Regions from separate parts of the Rattus norvegicus genome. Here regions 1 and 3 are each linked to region 2. The links are chromatin contacts, called in public Hi-C maps. All regions are on one chromosome and are shown on one strand. Each heading gives the region's core, a stretch centred on a gene start, on an enhancer-like site or on the middle of the called end of the contact. The rest is flanking DNA. Distances are from core to core; before and after follow the strand shown. Region 1 has its middle 180 kb from the start of Dusp10. Region 2 holds the start of Dusp10 (dual specificity phosphatase 10). Region 3 has its middle 250 kb from the start of Dusp10.

What was found. A called contact is a pair of places that touch in the nucleus more often than the background predicts.
Region 1: a contact with region 2 is called in a Hi-C map of Schwann cells, with 8 times the contacts expected there. The contact joins the enhancer-like site here to the promoter of Dusp10 in region 2. A contact is called at or near these places in 3 of 12 Hi-C or Micro-C datasets (the A7r5 cell line, the Rat2 cell line and Schwann cells) and 1 of 1 datasets of contacts at active chromatin or transcription factors (oligodendrocytes).
Region 3: a Hi-C map of Schwann cells shows a contact between it and region 2, with 5 times the contacts expected there. The contact joins the enhancer-like site here to the promoter of Dusp10 in region 2. A contact is called at or near these places in 3 of 12 Hi-C or Micro-C datasets (Schwann cells, frontal cortex and mammary epithelial cells) and 1 of 1 datasets of contacts at active chromatin or transcription factors (oligodendrocytes).

Annotation. Positions count from the first base shown.
Region 1 is chr13:97,965,626-97,968,381 of GRCr8, forward strand. No RefSeq gene overlaps it. Among named protein-coding and RNA genes, the nearest start is that of Dusp10, 180 kb to the right of the region's middle. Within about 2 kb of position 1,341, at least 9 of the 93 cell types and tissues checked have an H3K27ac peak or open chromatin away from gene starts, as enhancers often do. A contact at or near this core is called in the A7r5 cell line and Schwann cells, where this site is marked.
Region 2 is chr13:98,144,484-98,147,350 of GRCr8, forward strand. Dusp10 (dual specificity phosphatase 10) reads left to right here and starts at 1,410. Exons shown (of 4, transcript NM_001105734.1): 1 at 1,410-1,524.
Region 3 is chr13:97,889,663-97,892,530 of GRCr8, forward strand. No RefSeq gene overlaps it. Among named protein-coding and RNA genes, the nearest start is that of Dusp10, 250 kb to the right of the region's middle. Within about 2 kb of position 1,534, at least 41 of the 93 cell types and tissues checked have an H3K27ac peak or open chromatin away from gene starts, as enhancers often do. A contact at or near this core is called in Schwann cells, where this site is marked.

The DNA of each region.
Region 1 (2,756 bases), core at 91-2,590, 180 kb before region 2:
CTCTTGAATCAATTATAAGATTAGCTTTCTAGGTAAAGGGCAATAATTTATACCTTAGAAAAAACATTCTTGGCATTGAGGAAGGTCATATTGTATGATGTTTGGAACTTTATATAGAAAGAGAAAAGTGAAACACTGTGTTTTGATTAAGATTTATTTTTTGTTTAATTAGTGGAGTTGTCCATTTTTTTTGTTGTTGCTGTAGAAGGTCTGACTTCTGAATCGGGAACAGACAAGACACAAGAGCTCTTCCTATGGGGTTGTATACTGTATAGTAAGGGTCTAAGGGTTACTTAGTGCAGTAACATGTACAGGGTATATCAAAGTGACATCAGATCCTAAAGATCCCCTGCTGGATGAACCATTCTAGAACAAATATACAAGGCCCTATTTGGACCTGTGACTCTTGGGCTAGTGATATTCCCAATAAGAGGTTTCTTACCTCCTCTTCTACCCTATCCCTGAGTGTGTGCTACATCTCATCGATTGAAGCATTAATCATATAAATTAGCCAGATATAAGTGTAAAACCCAACATTTGTCGGCAGAAGACATTTGGCCAATGTGGGAATCTCAACTTCAATATGGATCACTCCTCGGGGCAGAACAGTTGACCTCTCTACACCAACCCTACTTACTAGCTAATGGGTCCTACAGGAAGGCATCCCAAACCAAATATTAGATGGCTAGTCGGAGTGGAATGTTCCTCAGTTATAATCAGGAACAGTGTTTGCAGTTCGGGGTTATCCACATGACCCGTCTTATTATTACAGATCACAGAGAACCAACTGTATTCATAAGCATGTGAATATTACTCACACAGGCTAGACTGTATGAGCTAGAAAAACCAAAAAAAAAAAGAGTAAAATAAATGAAGCAAGAAGAGGGACACAAATGTGAGATTGTTGAACTGGAAGGAATCTTGGAGAGAAATCTATGGTTCCAAGTCCAACATTTCATGGCTTGTCTTCATAATGAAGAAAGGAAACAAAGAGTACTCAGCTTGTTAGGGGTGGAGAAGGGGCCAGGACATTTAACTCTTTTAGTTCTTCTAGCTCTTCGAAATCTGCACACTATCTGAGTTGTCATTCTGCCGTGAAAGGAAAGGAAGCTATTGGGTGGGAGCTAAAGAAGAGAAGTGAGTTCTTTTGTGGGGATGGAGATGAAGCCCATCACTGCTTTTTAATTTAAAGAAAGAAAATGCCTTTTGTTTTGCTTATTGTTAGCATTGGTGTGGCTGTGATTGACTGGGCATTCCAGTCTCACTTTCTCACATCCTCTTGGCCTCTGGGTTCCCCAAGGCTGTGTGTGACTAAGTGTACTTATCTATGACTTTAGTGAAGTCAATGCTCTGCCACTACCTTCTGGTCATCTTTCCAACTCTCCCAGGACTCTGCTGAGGGCCTCCTGGACTGAGGCCTCATCTTCTGCTGTGACTAAAATGGTTTTGAATATTGTGAGTTGGGAGTCAGACCAGAGAGTCCAAGAAGAGCAGTATCTGGTTCCTTATTTCCTCCTTTTCAGGAAAGCATGGTGTTTTAGAGTCAATCTCAATCAATCTCTCTCTCTCTCTCTCTCTCTCTCTCTCTCTCTCTCTCTCTCTCTCAGTAGAAGTAGTATTAGAGACCTGCGTGTGTTGAAAATCTCGTCTGTGTATTGAATATCTCTTGTAAGTTTTAGAAGTCTTCCATAAGTCTATCAAATTCCAAAATTCCATCAAATTTCCGTAAGTCTATCCACAAACACATCAGTGGACATTGAGTTTTGATGACCAGACTGTAGGAATTTGAAAACCTTTGGAGGCTTAATATTGCTTAAATCAATATCTATAGTGTGGCCCACAAGGATGTAGACACAACTAGTCAGTTCTTGATATCCTCTAGAGTTCTAAATGCATGCTCCATGGTTCATTCCTAAGTCAGCTTCAGCTACTGAGAGGCTACATGAAGAAGAGAGCATGGCTCAGACCTCCACCTCTTTTCTAGGATCATTTCCTCTGCCCCTCTGCCCATTGTCTGGAATCGAGGGAGTGAATCAACACCACCCCATTGTTTTCCAACCCGTCCTTCACAGTGTTGTCAAAGCATTAGCTTTAAATTCTTGGAATCCGCCGTATGCCATGGCTACTTGATGTCTGAAGCAGAGGGCCTGGAACAGTCACAGGGCTCTGTGCTACCCTCCTCGGACCTCATGGCATGCTGACTGCCTGCAGCCTTAAAATTCTGACCATTAAGACAGTCAGACCTCACAGTTGGTGCTCTTTAGCTCCCCCTACCTGTAAACCACACATTCTCCCATGGAGGGGCTTTACAGTTCAGGTCCATGTCCTGTCTGACAAGGATTTCCTGTGTCTTGAACCAAGAGGAATACTGTCTTCCCTACACTGTAAATGTAAAGCAATCCCTTACCCTTTTCCTGCCCAGGTCTCCTGACCTTTGAATTATAAAAAGCTGTGTCTACTCCATAGTAATTCATGTAAGCACTGTTAAAAGACAAACTTAAGCGCAGTAAGATTGGGTTAAGATGAAGATTTTTGCTATTGATTTTTGGTTTGGGTGCTGAGGACCAAATTCTGGGTTCTCCCCATGCAAAGCATCTGTTCTACCACTGAGTTTCAACCTAGCCTTAAACTTTTAATGGTTTAATTTAAGCATTCCATGATTCAAAGCAGCAAAGACCACAACCATTCAGAGACCCACCGGAGGATGAAAAGGGGAACTTGGTGGTATTTACAGAAAGCACATGCTGTGGCTACCC
Region 2 (2,867 bases), core at 160-2,659:
GTTTTATTTCGCTTCAATTACTTCACATTTTGGTGGTCTTCTCTGAGCTAGAAGGGGGTAGGGTATAAAAAGCTCTATTGCTTTAGGATTCTTTGATGCAACTTCGTCACAGTTCATCTGGGCTTTTCCACTCCTTTGAATTCCAGAGTCACTCTTTTGCACCTTCCCTGATACTTTTCTGGCAAGGCGCTGGCAGGCTTGCCCAGCTTCCCACTTCTCTTCAGCGGACACATGCCACGACCATCTACTCCTCTGATGGACAAAGTTCGGGGAGCCGGGAGAGCTGGCGTGGGCCCTTCCATGCTCCTCAACCGCCGCTCATTCTGGCTGTACACCCCGAGCTCCGGCTCCTTCCCTCCAGCGCTTGCTGTTCCAGCCTGGCGCTCCTTGGCTCGCCGAGGGCCCTGCGCCACTGGGGGCCGGGGGCGGCCCAGCACCGGGGGACGGATGTATTGCGGGTTCCAAAACAACACGGCAGGGGAGGCGGCCGAGGAGGACACTGAGACTGGGGTGGGAGGAGGAGGTCGGTGCCGGGGCTGAGGGGTTTGAGGAGAGTTCGGAGGGCCCGGCCACGCCCAGCTCTGCGGGACGGCGCCCACGCTGCCGCTCAGCACGGGCCCCCACTGGCTGCCCGCACAGAGCCAGGCGTCCTCCTCCGTGTAGTTCTCTGGGGTGCAGCTTTCGGGTTCGGAGTCGGGCTCCTGAGAACAGACTGGGGACGGCGGAGGAGTGACAGGGGCACAGAAGTAGGGGAACAGAAGCACCGCGCGCAGCCGCCGCGCAGGAGAGCAGTAAGGTAGCCGGAGGGGCAGCGACATCTGCGGGCCGGGCCAAGCGGGGCTACGGGGAGGCCGGCCCTGTGCACGCTCACGTCCCGCGCGGCGCAGCTACAGCCATGGAGGGACCCTGTTTCGAGTCGTCTCTGGCCTCGGGAAAGTTGGACGGGCACTCTGCCTGGAATCAAAAGGTGGAAAGGAGACCCCGTGAGGCTGTGTCCGCACCAGGGGGCAGGGAAGGGTCAAAAGAACCAGTTTCAGCCAGAGCGACCAGAGCAAGCCATTGACACTTCAGTCCCGGGAAGGGTTAACCGCGTCCAGCTGCCTAGGTTTACATGTAAATAGAGAGCCGCTGCTCCAAGCGGGCCCGGGCTAGCACTTTTAAGTTTTTGATTGGTTGCCAATGACATCACCACCCGCGTTCTAACACACCAAACCCACAAGCGCGTCCGAGCCGGCCTCCATCCCAAGGCGAGGCCTCGCCCCTTTCTCCACCCTCCTTGGCCTCCTATTGGTCAGAGACCACTGTGATGTAGCGGGCGGCTGTCTCTGGGTCCTCACTGGCGCATTGTGCTGTCGCTCGGAGTCAGCCCCGCCTCCTCCAAAGCTTACATTTACGCTGTAGCAAAAGAGAAAGTAACTCTGTGTTGCTGCTGGGGATCAATGAAGCTGAGTGAATGGGGGCGCACTGCGCGAGCGCATAGCTGAAGCGGGCGCCAGATGGTAGAGGGCTACGCTTATTGATGAAGTAAGTGGAAGACATTACGGTCACTCAGAGCTGGAGGGCGGAAGGTTTTGTGTGTGTGTGTGTGTGTGTGTGTGTGTGTGTGTGTGTGTGTGTGTGTGTGAGAGAGAGAGAGAGAGAGAGAGAGAGAGAGAGAGAGAGAGGGGACTGAGACAGAGAGAGATAGACAGAAACAGAGACAGACCCACATCAGGCAAGGAAGATCCTAAGATTTAGGTTTTTGGGTCTGTTTGCCCTGGAATGAAGGGGGAAATGAGTTTTGGTTTGGTTAAGGTGCTTTATGGCAGTTTTCAAAGCCCAAGGCTTTGCTGATGCTCTGTGGTTGCATGGAAGAGAGATGCTACGTACCCCAGGAGTGGGGAATTTTTTCTTCAGTCCATGTTAGTGATGGAAGGGAGATTAGCAAGAAAGCGGGTAGGGGGGTAGTGCTATTTTTTTGTGGGAGGTTTCCCGGGCCAAACCGGATGGGTTTGGAGCTATCTGCTGCAAGGATGCAGATCTCCGTGCACTCTGCCTGTGTGCGAGCAGCACAGTGTAGAGGTACGGGTCCCAGCCTGTGTCTCTGGAAAGTCGTTCCTGGGTCCCCCTCCTAGGGAATGGGCTACTGATCCTGGATGTCCCTACCAGGTAGCACAATAGCAAAGACTTTGTCTGCATTTATGGTCCAGCCGAGACACAGTTACAGTTTCTGGAATAGTACTCGCTATGAAAAAAAAAAATACTACGCAAAGGAGGCAGGGAAAGAGGGAGGGAGGGATCCTTTGCTCCCAACCAAAGGTGGGTGAGAGAAACCGGAGTCAGTGGGGATATGCCTACACGGGTGGGTACGTGCTCCTGGGTGCGCGTGTGTGGATTTTCGCTGGTGACAATTTGGCTCGGTCTCAGAGAACAGTGCCGGTCATGAATAGACCGATGATTCTTGATGTTTTTCCAGACAGCTCTTAAAGTTCCTTTAGATGAGTGGCTTTTGCTTGGGGTTTGATTTCTCTATTAGACGAGTCAGAATTGCTATGTTATAGAGTGGCCTTCTGCCTGGGGGGAGGAGGTAAGTGACCCATTGCAGGCACCCTTGGAGGAGGCAGAGGTAACCCCTGTGGGCACTACTTCCTCGCTTCCCAATTAGCCTGTCTGTAGTAAAGGGACAAGTGAGGTGGCTCTCATCTTTGCTGTTTCCAAGAAGAATATCAGTACAGGACTGAGACATTTTTTACAAGTTCCCACTCCCATGGAGATGTAAAGTCTGCACTGCACTACCCAGGTGAAACTCAAGGGCCCCCCCTTTTTGCATAGGGGCACAGCACAGAGAGGGGTAAGGACAAGTGGGGTCACAGAGGAATGGGTCATGG
Region 3 (2,868 bases), core at 284-2,783, 250 kb before region 2:
ACCCAAGCCAATGACAGACTTATCTGGACTCTTACTGGATGCTGTCAGATAGAAAGATGTGGCTGACCTTTAGCCAAGCAACCCCATTTCTCCTAAGTCACTGAACCTCCCTTTTTTAAAGTCAGTGATATCACTGGAAGTTTGAACTGAAGGGTAGGAGGCCAGAGTTTGGTAAAAATCTGAAACTGTCCACTGGACAGCCCACTTTTCCAATGTTATGTCTTACAGTCAAGGTGCTATAAGTAATTGACTTTCCTCAGTTTGGATGAGATACTGAGATACACAACTTTTCTCCCCATGACAAGAACATAAGCACAGCCATTTTATTTCATGGCTTCCCAACTCTAGCCTCAGAATCCTTACATAGTTCTTTCCAGATCCTCCCCCTCCTCCCCCTCCTCCTCCTCCTCCTCCTCCTCCTCCTCCTCCTCCTCCTCCTCCATTTTCTCCTCCTCCACTTTCTTTTATCTTGAGATCAAGTACTAATATATTTTTGTAGAAAAAATTTAGTGCTTATCTTCATTACTCTGAGTTAGACCATTAGACATTTTGCGTGTATAACCCCTTTTTGTGCCTGAGAAATTTTTGCGTGACCTTGGGTAGAAGAATATTAAGTGTTTGCTTTCCGTAGTTAAACCATTATGTTCCTGTAATAGCAGAGCGTTTTGTAGGTAAAGTAAAACCACTGCCATTCCTAACGTGTGATGGTCTAGCATTGGAACCAGTGTGGTTTGGGAGAATTTGGTGGCATCTCTTGGCTTGACGGTCATCCTATGTGAAGGCGTGTGATACTCTCAATCAAGGCTGCAGGGAAATCACATAGCAAGTGAGCGAGCCCATTAGAAACAACTCAGACTCATTGATTTTGAATTACGGTTCTGGTTGTTATTCCTTCAAGAAACTTTAACGGTTGTCTTTCTTTCTTTCTTTCTTTCTTTCTTTCTTTCTTTCCTTCCTTCCTTCCTTCCTTCCTTCCTTCCTTCCTTCTCTCTCTCTCTCTCTCTCTCTCTTTCTTTCTTTCTTTCTTTCTTTCTTTCTTTCTTTCTTTCTTTCTTTCTTTCTTTCCTTCAATCTCCACATTCATCTAAGCAACCCGATACAGAGCTGCAATGCTGTGACCAGGCTGCCAACACTGAACCATAGATGGGACATCTAGGTCACCCTCACCCCGCAACCCCTTCAAGGTTCAGGGACATTGTGGAAGACAGGGTGGGAAGAATGTAAGAGCCAACTAGGGGAGGGAGGCGGGAAGTTCTGTCTTCTGGATATGACACAGCTATGGTGCATATGAGCTCACAGCATAGGTGATTACCTGCCCAGTGTCTGCACGAGACCAAGCCTACCGACATTCTGGTGGGGATGGGGGGTGGGGCTTATGAGACCCTATCCCCAGCTGTTGACTAGTTACAGTTGATGGCTGCTTGTGGGAGCAGCAGTCACTTTTCTATGGGAGTGTGGCCACTGGTAGGTGGTTCATGCCCCGCATCTGTAGACACATAGGCAGCACTAGCTGGACTCAGTGGGAGATGGGTGTGTTGGAGGAATGTGGGAGAGAAGTTGGCAGGGGGAGGGGCAAAGCAGCTAGTTATGATCAAAATACATTATAAACGTGTATGAAGTCTTCATAGAGTAGATTAAAAGTTGATTACGAATATTCTGGGGGATTAGATTAATTATATTTCCTTATTGTGCCAGTTGAGCAGAAACAACTCAACTTGCTTCCTCTCCCTGATATTTCTGCTCAAATCCCGTTTCTGAACAATGGAGCATTGTACGTTCTAAGACCTCTGCATCTTGCATCGTAAACAGGGCATTTTGTGCCAAGGGACGTGTTGCATAGTTTTGCTGTTTCCATGCAAACAAATGGTAAAACTTTTGGCTTTTGTGAAAGAGCTTATTGTCCAGTGCTCTGATGGAGGCCGCGTGACTCCTAATTTGCAGAGCTTGGTGTCTTCCTTGTGTGTCCTTACAGGGGAATAAGCAGCAGCTTCCCCTCATGGGAAGGAGTCCACTGATGGGAATGTGTGTCTGCACTGATTACAGCCCTGGATTTGGGTTCCCTTTGGACCTAATACGACCCTGGGCAGAGTGACATTGACTGAGCTATTTCCTAATTCCTGTGCCACAGAGCCCTGGTGCTGTGATGCTCGGCAGTGCTATTTCTCAGCACTTGGTCTCAGTGGGAAATCCAGCGACCCAGAGGTTTTTCTGGGCTGTGTCACTCTCCTCGATCATAGTATGTGGCTGGGTGCATGCAGCTCTGAGAGCTCCGCCGATGTGGAGAGGCAGTGCTGTTGTTTCAGGCCCAGTGAAAAGGGACAGGCTACCAAGAGGCCTCGTGTTCTAGTCCACCTGAAATGCCTAATGTTAAACTTTGTAGCCTTCAGAACTGAGAAAATACCCGGGTGCAGGCACAAGACAATCTGTGGTACTTTGTTACAGCCTCTCAGAGAGCTCAGGGAGGCTTTTATTTTTTTTTTGCCAGTTTTCATTTTTTGATATTTTTTTCATATGAAGAATAGTCATCATAGACCGGTTAGGCTAATATGCAATTATCTACGTTTATCACTGTTCTTTTATTGCTTGCGTATATGCTCATGTGTGTGCACAGATGTGTACACTTGCATACATGTGTGTTCATGTGTGTGTATATGTGTGTACATGTGTTGTGTGGGTATATATGTGTGAGTATGGGTATGTATGTGTGTGTGTGCATGTGTGTGTGTACATGTGTGTGCACAGATGTGTTTGTGTACATGCATGTGCGTTTGTGTGTGTATATGTGTGCGCACAGGTATATATGTGTGAGCATTGGTATATATGTGTGTGTGCGTGCGTATTTGATCATGTGTAGAGATGTGCTTGTAT